Regions from separate parts of the Ovis aries genome. Here region 2 is linked to region 1. Evidence: chromatin contacts called from public Hi-C data. All regions are on one chromosome and are shown on one strand. The core of a region is the stretch at or near the end of the contact, and the rest is flanking DNA. Distances in the headings are between cores, read along the strand shown. Region 1 has its middle 37 kb from the start of GDF3. Region 2 has its middle 29 kb from the start of FOXJ2.

Region 1 (5,611 bases), core at 1,523-4,022:
GCACAGCAAGGAAGACCCATCCCAGCCTAAATAAAGAAATAAAATAAAAGGTTGGAGGGAAAAAAGACCTTCACGGTAACTCATTTCACATGGTTGGAATTTTATTTATTTATTTATTCATATTTTCTTCATTTTAAAAAATATTTCCCAAACTTTCTACAAGGAAATGAAATACATTTACTTAAAAGCGGATGCAAACTTTATGCTCGAGACATCAATTACAAGCTGGTAAATGTAAATGCTACCACTCTTAAGAAATCTACACACAGGAGGGGACAGGTTTTTTTGCTTCTGAGTGAGAGTATATTTAAAACCACGCAATGTTCCCTCCACAATAAAAATAAAAATAGAAATGATGGAAACAAACCTGGCACATTCCATGTGATTGGGACAGGAGGAGTGAAACAGTGTCCCGGGACTCGCTGATTCCCATCAGTGAAATAGCTGCTCAATCCTCATGGGAATAAACTTTGAACTTTTCACTTTTGTGATGATTCTGACGATTTAGTGAGGAACACTGCAGAGACTGCACTGACCCAAAGAGAATACTTTGATACTAGGGTTAGAAATAGATTGGAGCCACAATAATGTGAATATACTCAGTACTGCTGAACTGAACACTTAAAGTTAGTCAAACTTTAAAGTTAGTTATAGTTAAAATGGTGAATTTTATGTTATTTTTAAAATCACAAACACATAATTTTATAAAGAAAATTTTAAGGAAATTCAGGAAATGGCAAGCCAATAAAGAAAATCAATGGAGTTAAAAATTGGTTCATTAAAAGAACTTATAAAATTGATGAAACTCCAGAAAATCTTTAAATATATATTCTTTTTAAAAGATAAGGCACAAATCCAGCTTTTATGAATAAAAACACATGACAATTACATTCATTTTGTAAGCTTAAAACATATAAGAGAACCTCACACAATAGGATGACTATTATCAAAAAGAAAAGAGATAACAAACACTGGTGAGGATATAGAGAAAAGGGACCACGGTACAGTGCTGGTAAGAATGAAAATCAGTACAGCCAGTATGGAAAACAGGTTGGGAGTTCCTCAAAAAATTAAAAATAGAGCTACCATGTGATCTAGTAATTGCACTTCTAGGTATATTCAAAAGAAATAAAATCAGTGTCTCCAAGAGCTAGCTGTACCCCTATGTTAATTGCAGCACTATTCACAATAGCTAAGACATGGAAACAACCTAAACGTCCGTTGATGGTTGAATGGATAAAGAAGATATGATACTTGGAACTTCCCTCGTGGTCCAGTGATTAAGAACTTGCCTTCCAACGCAGGGGACATGGGTTTGATCCCTTGCACCACAACCAGAGAAACACAAGTGCCACAACAAAGACTCAGTGCAGCCAAAAGAAAAAGAAAAAAATGATACACACACATATACACAATGGAATATTATTCAGTCAGAAAGAAGAAAGAAATTCTGCCATTGCAACAATATGAACTTTGAGGATATTATGCGAAATGAAATGTCAGAGAAAGACAAACACTGAATAATCTCACTTACATGTGAAATCTAAAACATTAAACTAATAGAGTGGAACAGTGTTGCCAGGGGCTAGGTGGGGAGAGGTAGGGAATATGGGATGTTGGTCAAGGATACAAACTTCAAGTTATAAGATGAATAAGTTTTGAGAATCTGCTGAACAGCATGGTGACTATAGTTAAACACTCCATTATATACTTGAAGGCTGCTCCACGGGGAGAGTTTACTGCTCTTATTGTAACAACAGCAACAAGGGAGTTCCCTGGTGGGCTAGTGGTTAGGACTCTGTTTTCTGGCTGCCAAGGGCTTGGGGAAGTAAGATCCCACAAGCTGTGCCAAAAAGTTTTAAAGAAATAAACGGGCTTTCCAAAAAAAAGTTAATTATGGAGGTGAAGGATAGAACTAATCTTATTATGGAAAACATTTTGCAATATATACATGTATTGAATCATCACACTCTAAACTTACACAATGTTATACCTCAATTCAATCTCTATAAAAGCTGAGAAAAAAATATAATTGAAAACTCATATAAAAATGAAAGAGTTCCGGGAAATCACAAGATACCAATGGTGTCTGAAGCAAAATATATTTTTGAAAAATTATATATGTATGTTTCAGAGCCATTTATTCCTTTATTAACAAATTCATTCATGGATGCATTCATTCCTCAAATTCAGTGAATATGAACTGAACATCTATCATATGTCAGGCATAGTGTGTTGTAATGGGGCCACACAAATGAACAAAACACACACCCTCCTTGCTGCAGATTGTGTGTGCCCCCCAAATTCATATGCTGAAATCGAATCCCCCGAATGATAGTATTTGGAAGTGGGGCCTCTGGGAGGTGAATAGGTCATGAGGATGGAGCCTCCTGAATGAGATTGAGTGAGTGAGTGAGTGAGTGAGTGAGTGAAGTCGCTCAGTTGTATCCGACTCTTTGCAACCCCGTGGACTGTAGCCCACCAGGCTTCTCCGTCCATGGGATTCTCCAAGCAAGAATACTGGAGTGGGTTGCCATTTCCTTCTCCATGAGATTAGTACTGTTATAAAAGAGACTGCAGGGAGCTCCCTTGCTCCTCCATGTGACCATAGAGTGAGAAGACAGCTGACTGCTAGCTAGAACTCTTATCAAGCACTGACTCTCCCGGCATCCTAATCTTGACTTTCTCAGTCTCCAGCTGCTGGTCTTGGAGAGTCTCCTAGAGGCGGGTGAGGTGGGGACATGGACACTGGTGGCAGACACGCTGAGGAATGGTCAACCATGTGAACGCCACTGCCCACTGCTGCCACTGTGGCCCATTAGCCTACATATATGTTTCTTTGTTTGCTTATTCTGATTTGTGTGTGTGTGTCTTTGGCTGTTAGACTTGCAGGGATCTTAGTTCCTCGACCAGGGACTGAATCCTCGCCCTCAGCAGTGAAAGTGAAGAGTCCCAACCACTAGACCAGGAGGAAAGTCCCTACATACATGTTTTTAATTGATTCTAAGTAAAACCTTGTCATGAGGGAAAAAGAAAATAGGTTGGAGTACTATTAATATTGGAGAAGAAAATGGCAACCCACTCCAGTGTTCTTGTCTGGGAAAATCCCATGGACAGAGGACCCCACAGTCTGTGGGGTCGCAAAGAGTCGGACACGACTGACCACGCATGCACTATAACAGCAGCTGCAGACTTAAAATATAAGCAAACAAACACTGAGCCACCAATGCCACTCATGAATGCTTCAGTCCAGAAAGATTTTTATTAAACAGCAGCAGCAGAAGGCAGCTAGTTTTTAATCACCATCACCTTTGCATTGCCATTCTAAAGTGTGAACGATGAAGTTCTATTCCTCTTCGTGGCAGCAGATGGCGCCATCGGGACATACACCACAGAAAGTGAAAGACGTGAAGTCGCTCAGTCGTGTCCAACTCTTTGCGACCCCGTGGACATATACCACAGGCTAGAGCGTAAAAGTTGAGAGTTGGACTGTAAACAAAGCTGAGCGCCGAAGAGCTGATGCTTTTGAACTGTGGTGTTGGAGAAGACTCTTTAGAGTCCCTTGGACTGCAAGGAGATCCAACCAGTCAATCCTAAAGGAGATCAGTCCTGAATATTCATCGGAAGGACTGATGCTGGAGCTGAAACTCCAATACTTTGGCCACCTGATGCGAAGAACTGACTCATTGGAAAAGACCCTGATGCTGGGAAAAATTGAAGGCGGGAGGATAAGGAGACAACAGAAGATGAGATGGTTGGATGGCATCACCGACTCAATGGACATGAGTTTGAGTAGGTCCCAGGAGTTGGTGATGGATAGGAAGCCTAGCGTGCTGCAGTCCACAGGGTCGTAAAGAGTCAGAGGCGACTGAGCGACTGAATTGAACTGAACTGAATTAATGTCGACTGAACTGAGAGAGTAAAAAGCTAAATGAGTCTTAGAGATCCTTCTATGGTGAACTGAAAAGAGGACGGTAGGGACTTCTGGTGGTCCAGTGGTTAGGATTCCCCATGTTCAATGCTGGTGCCACAGGTTCTATCCTTGGTCAGGGAACCAAGATCCCCAAATGCCTTAGGGCATGGCCAAAATAAATAAAAAGACCTTCGTGAATGAAACTGGCAATCCTGACTCCACTGCGTCTAATCTAGCAGAAATTGAAAGGCCAGCTAAGCTGTGGCTACTGCAGAGAAGCAGGGCTTTTATTTAGGTTTCAGGATTTGCACCCAGAGAGAACTTAAAAGTGAAGACTTCTTCATGCCTGAGATATCTGTGACTAGAAGTCATCTCTGACTTCTCTCTAAGAGAAACACAAAGATGTTTACCAGGAAGCCTGTCCACAGGCAGGAAAGGAGGCAGCAGAGACGCTCAAATGACCAAGGGAAAATATGATTTTTAATTAAGGCAAAATGTTTTCCACCAAACTATCTTTGGGATGAGTGCTAAACTATGCAGAAGAGAATGAAAATATCTGCCTTAAGAGAAAGAAAAACCATCCTCTGACCAAATTCCTGTGTTTGATTGGGTAAGACTGCAAGATATAGATAGGGCTTCCTGTTTGGTGTAGTGGTATAAATGCAGGAGACACAAGAGACGCAGGTTCGACCCCTCTATCCAGAAGATCCCTGGGTCGGGAAGATCCCCTGGAGAATAAAATGGCAACCCAACTCCATCATTCTTGCCTGGAAAATCCCATGGACAGAGGAGCCTGGTGGGCTACAGTCCATGAGGTTGCAGATAATCAGACACGACTGAGTGACTGAGCATGCGCCTAAAAGAGTCATTCGGGTTTCACTTTATGACCCTCCGTCTTGTCACTTCACTCATTGTTAACAGAATTGTGGTATGTGATCTGATTATAGGGACCACCAACATACATACTTCCGACAAAAGCTAAGTACAAAGTGATGGCCGTGGGAGGTAATCTTAATTCTCTGGTCCTGACTGGAAACAAAACATCCGTTGCTTTTTTGCCTGTTTGTGTTTGTTTTTGTTTAAAATATGAGTCATTTGATAAAGAATAGATTCTAGTAGTGAGTCTAGAATGAGTTAAAAAAAAATAATTCATGGCCTTTTCATATGTAACAGTTTCTGCAGTAAATATTATGATGCCTGATATACAGATGTGGAAACGATCTTAGAAAAACTCAAGGTTTGACCTCAGTGACATAGCTAGAAAGTGGAGAAACTGGAACCGAAATGGAGCAGGATTTCCCACCCCACATCCTCTGCCTCCCTTTGTCTGTGCAAAAACTTTAGCCAAAGAGTAAGGTTAATCAGAGTAGTGAGAAAATGCAGAAATGAAGGAAAATAGTCAAAGAAAAGCTAATAATAAGTTTAGTTATTAATCATAGTCAAGAACCTTTAGTTCCGCCTTGAGGGCTATAAATAATATTCTGAGCTATATCCTGTGAGCTGTGTTACAGATTCTGAAACCCCAAGTGGAGAAATTAATTACATGATGACCAGACCATAGCCGTGACATAAGCGGCCACAATTCTGAGAACTGGCCTCAAGGAAATGGGAATAAACTGATCATGGAACTGAAGATTAACTATACCTGGAACAATCCGGATGATGCTGGTTAGACTCCCAGTGACCAATTTCAAGATG
Region 2 (5,611 bases), core at 867-3,366, 160 kb after region 1:
AAAATACATTATCAACACCCCCACCAGAATGGTACACTGCTTACAGTGGATAAGCCTACATAGCTTCCATTAGCGTTTACTCTTGGTGGCGTACAGTCTATGTGCTGGGACAAACGTATAACGACTCAGATCTAGCATGCTGGTCACACAGTGTTCTTTCACTGCCTCAGAAATCCTCTATGCTCCACCTAGTCATCCCTCCCTTTCTTCTCCACCCATTTTTGATCAAAATAATTTTCCAAGACTTCAGCTTTATGAGTTTTCTAAAATTGTTTTTCTTAAGAATATGCCTGGTTGACCCTTTTTTCTTTCTCATCTTCCTTTCCACTGCTTTCTCCTACTTTGTAAAAAAAAAAAAAAAAAAAAAAAGGTTATCTCTAACCCATCTTAAGTTTTTACTACGGTGCAACAGGCACAATTTAAGAGTGCGTAGTTCCTGAGAGATAGAGCTCTGATAGTCAATATGGCATTAATGGGAATGATTAGAGGGGGAAGCGTCTTCCCAGTGATATTCAGAGGGTGACCATCCATGGATGGGTGACTTTAGCATCTCCTAGGGGCTTGTTAGGTGTGAAAACTGACAGTTCCACTCCAGACTTGCTGGGTCAGACTCTCTGAAAGGTAGGGACCAAAAAACTCGTAGTAACACCAAGCCTTCCAAGTGACTCCTAAACATGCTAGAGTTTTAGAAGCATCAACTGGTTAAAAAAAAAAAAAAAAAACCCTCAGCAAAGTTCCAGAACATCTGTCTGAATTGAGAAGATGGTTGGTACAAAGACAGAAGTTAACATTTTTATTTGAAATAAAGTCAGAATTTTTCTGACACAAACCAAGTATGATTTGGCTTACTGGCTTGCCCAAGGACAATGGCTTTGTCACGCAGTTGATAATTCTACATATGGAATGAGTTATGTTTGTAATCAAAGGTTTAAAAAACTCTACAGGAACCCACATATATGGTTGTAATTTCTTATTTTAAAAAAATCTTTATTTTTAAAGGATTATTTTTTACCTTTCTGATTTTTGTCTCTGCTGGGTCATTGCTGTGGGGGCTTTTCTCTAGTTGCAGTAAGTGGAGGCCACTCTCTAGTTGGTGCACAAGCTCTACGGTTTGCCGGCTTCAGCAGCTGCACTTCTCTGGCGGTAGAGCACAAGCTCACTAGTTGTGGCACATGGGGAACTTCAGCATTGGCAGGCTGATTCTTTACCACTGAGCCACCAGGGAAGCTCTTAAAAGTGGTGTTTTGTTTTTGTTTTTGTTTTTTTTTCCCCTCTTTGATGTGGACCATTTTTAAAGTCTTTACTGAATGTGTTACAATATTGCTTCTATTTTATGTTTTGGCTTTTTGACCGCAAGGCATGTGGGATCTTCGTTCCCTAACCAGGGATCAAACCCACAGCCCCTACATTGGAAGGTGAAGTCTTAACCACTGGACCGCCAGGGAAGACCCATGTATGGTTGTAATTTAGGGGCAAGGGGAGCCTGAAATACAGCCGCAATTACAGGCTAGCTCTGCTCCTCAACCAGAGGGAGGGGCATGTTTTCTCTGCACAGAGGGAGGGTCCCTAGAAAACTGCCCATTCCGCTTCCCCCCACCCCCACCAGGCACCCCTTTTCTCAATCTGCACAAAGGTACCAGAAAGGCTAACAATAGCCCTGAAACCCATCGAGACAGCAGAAACTAATCCCGGAAAGTAATTAAAACATTTTAGATATCAACTTAAAAATGAGTGTGTGTGAGGGGGAGGGGTAGATGGGGGGGGCAGGGGACAGGTTGTATAGTTTTTCAAAATTATTTTCTGAGTAAACAAGCCAAAACGGAGATTACTGTATCTGTCTCTCCTTCCATGTTGCTCGGGCGCACACACCCCTGCCCAAGTCTCTGCCTTTCTCTGATTCTTATATCACATCAAAGCCCATCCGTTCCTTTAACCTTCTGCCTGATCTTTCGCCTAAGCGTTCTCAAGTTTATTCTTTTCTTTTGCGGGCGCTGCCAATTCACTTCTAGGACCACACACTCGAGCCTGACTAAATACACCAACCCATCATTAGCTCATCTCGGCTGGATTCTCATTTCCACCTCCTGTAAACCCACAAGAGCAGGGAGGGTGCCCCAAAGGCACACACTGCCACCTAGCGGCCGACGGTTTACCAGGCGACTGGGGCGACCCCGGGCGTTTGGCAGGGGCACCAGGGCGGAACCGCCAGCGTTAGCTCCCTCCGCTGGGGTCATGGCCTTATCTCTGTTCGGAAACATCTTTCCACGTCTTTTTCTCTCAAAATTCATTCCATCTTTCAAAGTCCAGCGTAAACGTCATTTCTTTTTTTTGATCTTCCAAGGAAGAGGACCCCACTCCTCTACAAGTCTCAGCGTGGGTTCAGCTGTTTCACTGGAAGGCCTGGAGAGCCACACTGCCTAATCCCAACTCTTTCTCTTCCTCTAGTCCTTCAAAGACTCGGGGCCTCTGAAGTGTGTGCCATCAGGATATTGCAGTCTGTGATCCCCTGGGCCACTTCCCTTCATTCCCTGGAAATCTGAAAACCTGACTCATTCTCCTGGTTACACAACGCCTGCTGTCATCATTCCTAGCGGCTGCGTCATCCCTGGAAACAGTTCAGCCCTGTGTTGGCCTCAGTTCCTTGTCCGCTCATTTCCAATCATCCTATTTTCCAGTCCACCTCGCACTCATTTTCATGGTGACACCCTAGCCTGAGTCATTAAAAATAAATGCTTTTCTTCCCAAACCTCTGTTTCTTGAATCTCACACTGATCATGGCCTCTCCAACAATTTTTTTTTTTTTTTAATGTGGACCATTTTTAAAGTCTTTCTTGAAATTGATAGTGCTTCTGATCTCGTGTTTTGGCCATGAGGCATGTGGGATCTTATTAGCTCCCTGATCAAACCCGCACCCCCTGCTTTGAAAGGCAGTTTTAACCACTGGATGGTCAGGGAATTCTCCTTTAACCATTTCTTAATAGGAGCAGGATCTCTAAGTTATTAACTCTATTAAATTTTCACTTCATCACCCTTCTATTTTTACTTTCCATATCCCCTAACTTAAATGGTTAGATTCATCACTATAAGCACTACTTTGCAAAAACTTGCAACTCCTTAACACTTTTCTCCCTCCTGTTATATTCCTGGGTAAAACCCCAACCCTTGGTTAAATCCAACTCTAGTTACTCTGCTTGCTTGCATTCACTAACTAAATAAATATAACTGGAGAAAAACCTGCAACCATGCTAACTGGTATCACATTGAATTAGATGATAATCTCAAGTGAGCTCTCGGAACTGCTCTGCAAAGCTTTATTTTCCCAAATTCACTCCCTATTGTATAACAATTTCACACCTTTTCCTCCCACCTCAAATTTCCAAGATCTCCTTGTCCTTTTTCACACTGAGTTGATAATCTCATTTCTTATTTCTTTGAAAAACGAAAGAAATTTCTCACCATTCTAATTCATTATCAAATCTACCTGAATCAGTATCCACACTCTCAGCTTGCTTCTTGTTGAAATGGATGAACTGTCTCCTGCTCCCCGGCTCAGGAAGATCCCCTGGAGAAGGAAATGGCAACCCACTCCAGTATTCTTGCCTGGAGAATCCCATGCACAGAGGAGCCTGGGGGGCTACAGTCTGTGGAGTCGCACAGAGTGGGACACGACTGAGCGACTGGACAACAACCACCCATCGGCTAAGGCTGGTCCCTCCACCACAGAACTGACTCCTTTCCCTCTCACCTTACTCAAGAATTTCATCCTAAACACATTTCCCTTATATCATCTCATTTCCCTTTCTACTAGATCAATACCATCATATCCCTTAACAACACTCTCCTTTAGATAAAGACAGACTTCAAAAAAGTAGATGCTTCTGAGAAGGTGAGATGTTGGCAGACTCTTACAATACATACGAGATTCTATTTCTCAAGCAGGGTGGGTATCAAGGTGTCCATTTTAAAGATTCTTGCCTTTTTCATAAAGATGGTGCTGAAAGCGAGGGAAGCGGTGCTGAAAGACATCTACATCTGCCTCTGAAGGCAGCCCAACACCCCTGGAAGAGCACTCCCAGGAGGAGGAGGCCTGACCCTGTGCCACCATCAAGGCCTGCTGACCTGGGTGATCCATGAAGAAGACAACAATATACTTGTGTTCACTCTGGGGTCAAGGCCAACAAGCACCAGATCAAATAGGCATGTCATGGCCAAGGTCAACATTGTGATCAGGTCTGATGGAGAGAAGTCCAACTGGCTCTTGACTGTGATGCTTTGGAGGGTGCTAACAAAGTTAGGAGAAGGAAATGGCAACCCACTCCAGTGTTCTTGCCTGGAGAATCCCAGGGACGGGGGAGCCTGGTGGGCTGCCATCTATGGGGTTGCACTGAAGCAACTTAGCAGCAGCAACAAAATTAGGATCATCTGAACCCAACTCCACCTGGTTAATTCTCAATATAAATTGACCGTATAAAATTCTTATCATACATTCCTTCATAGTAATGACAGAAATAATTATTTTCTGGACCTTAAGTTCCTTTTCAAGACAAGCGCCCTGCATCTGTGCTCCCTTTAAAGTAAATTCCACCGATTCCTTAAACCACTATCAAAAGTGACTTTTATGTAATATTATGTTAGTGATGACTTTAAAAATACTATTGTGAGTGAAGTGAAAGTGTTAGTTGCTTAGTTGTGTCCAACTCTTTACGATTCCATGGACTGCAGCCCACCAGTTCCTCTGTCCATGGGATTCTCCAGGCAATACTGGAGTGGGTTGCCATGCCCTCCTCCAGGGGATCTTCCCCACCCAGGTTTCCTGCACTGCAGGCAGATTCTTTACCATCTGAGTCACCAGGGAAGCCCATTTGCGATTAGGTTCAATGTTTTTGTCCCTCCTGCTATTTGAACTACTCCTGTCAAGGTCATCAGCAGACTCTATCTTATCAAATTCAAGGCTCAATTCTCTATCCTGACTTGACCGCTCAAAAACATGACAACACTCATCACTCTCTCTTTAAAAAATTTTTGACTGCATCCTGAGGCATGTGGAACCTTAGTGTCCCAACCAGGGATTGAACCCTTGTGCCTTGCATTGGAAAGTGGAGTCTTAACCACTAGAACACCAGGCAGGTCCTTTTTTTAAAAAAAATTTTTTTTTTTTATCACTCTGTTCTTCTTGGAATAAATTTCTTCCCTTGGCTTTTCATACACCAATCTGTTCTGGTTTCTCATTTATCTTATTGCCTTTTCTCAGTATTTCTAAATGCTGGAATGTTCCCAAGGTTGACTCCTTAAAACTCTTTCCTACAAACACTCACTCCTTGGGTTATCTCCTCCAGGGCCACGGCTTTAAATAGCATTTACATCAAATCTCGGTCTCCAATTTGGGACTTATTTCTCCCTGGTCAAAACCCTTCAGCGGTGTTTCATCAGATTTAGAAAAAAAAGGTAAGCATCTCATCACGGCCTGCCAGCACCATGTGGTCGGCTCTGGGCTGCCTCCCTAACCTCACTTCCTGCCCCTCTTCTCTCTGAGACATCACCCTCCGTCCCCCCCGCTGTTCTTTGAATGCCACAAATGCTGCCTACCCCATTTTTTGTTGTTGTTGTCGTT

The links. A called contact is a pair of places that touch in the nucleus more often than the background predicts.
Region 2: a contact with region 1 is called in a Hi-C map of hypothalamus, with 5 times the contacts expected there. The contact joins two enhancer-like sites. A contact is called at or near these places in 8 of 16 Hi-C or Micro-C datasets (blood, hypothalamus, liver and 3 more).

What each region holds. Positions count from the first base shown.
Region 1 is chr3:206,960,114-206,965,724 of ARS-UI_Ramb_v3.0, forward strand. No RefSeq gene overlaps it. Among named protein-coding and RNA genes, the nearest start is that of GDF3, 37 kb to the left of the region's middle. Within about 2 kb of position 2,773, at least 1 of the 54 cell types and tissues checked has an H3K27ac peak or open chromatin away from gene starts, as enhancers often do.
Region 2 is chr3:207,117,730-207,123,340 of ARS-UI_Ramb_v3.0, forward strand. No RefSeq gene overlaps it. Among named protein-coding and RNA genes, the nearest start is that of FOXJ2, 29 kb to the right of the region's middle. Within about 2 kb of position 2,117, at least 39 of the 54 cell types and tissues checked have an H3K27ac peak or open chromatin away from gene starts, as enhancers often do.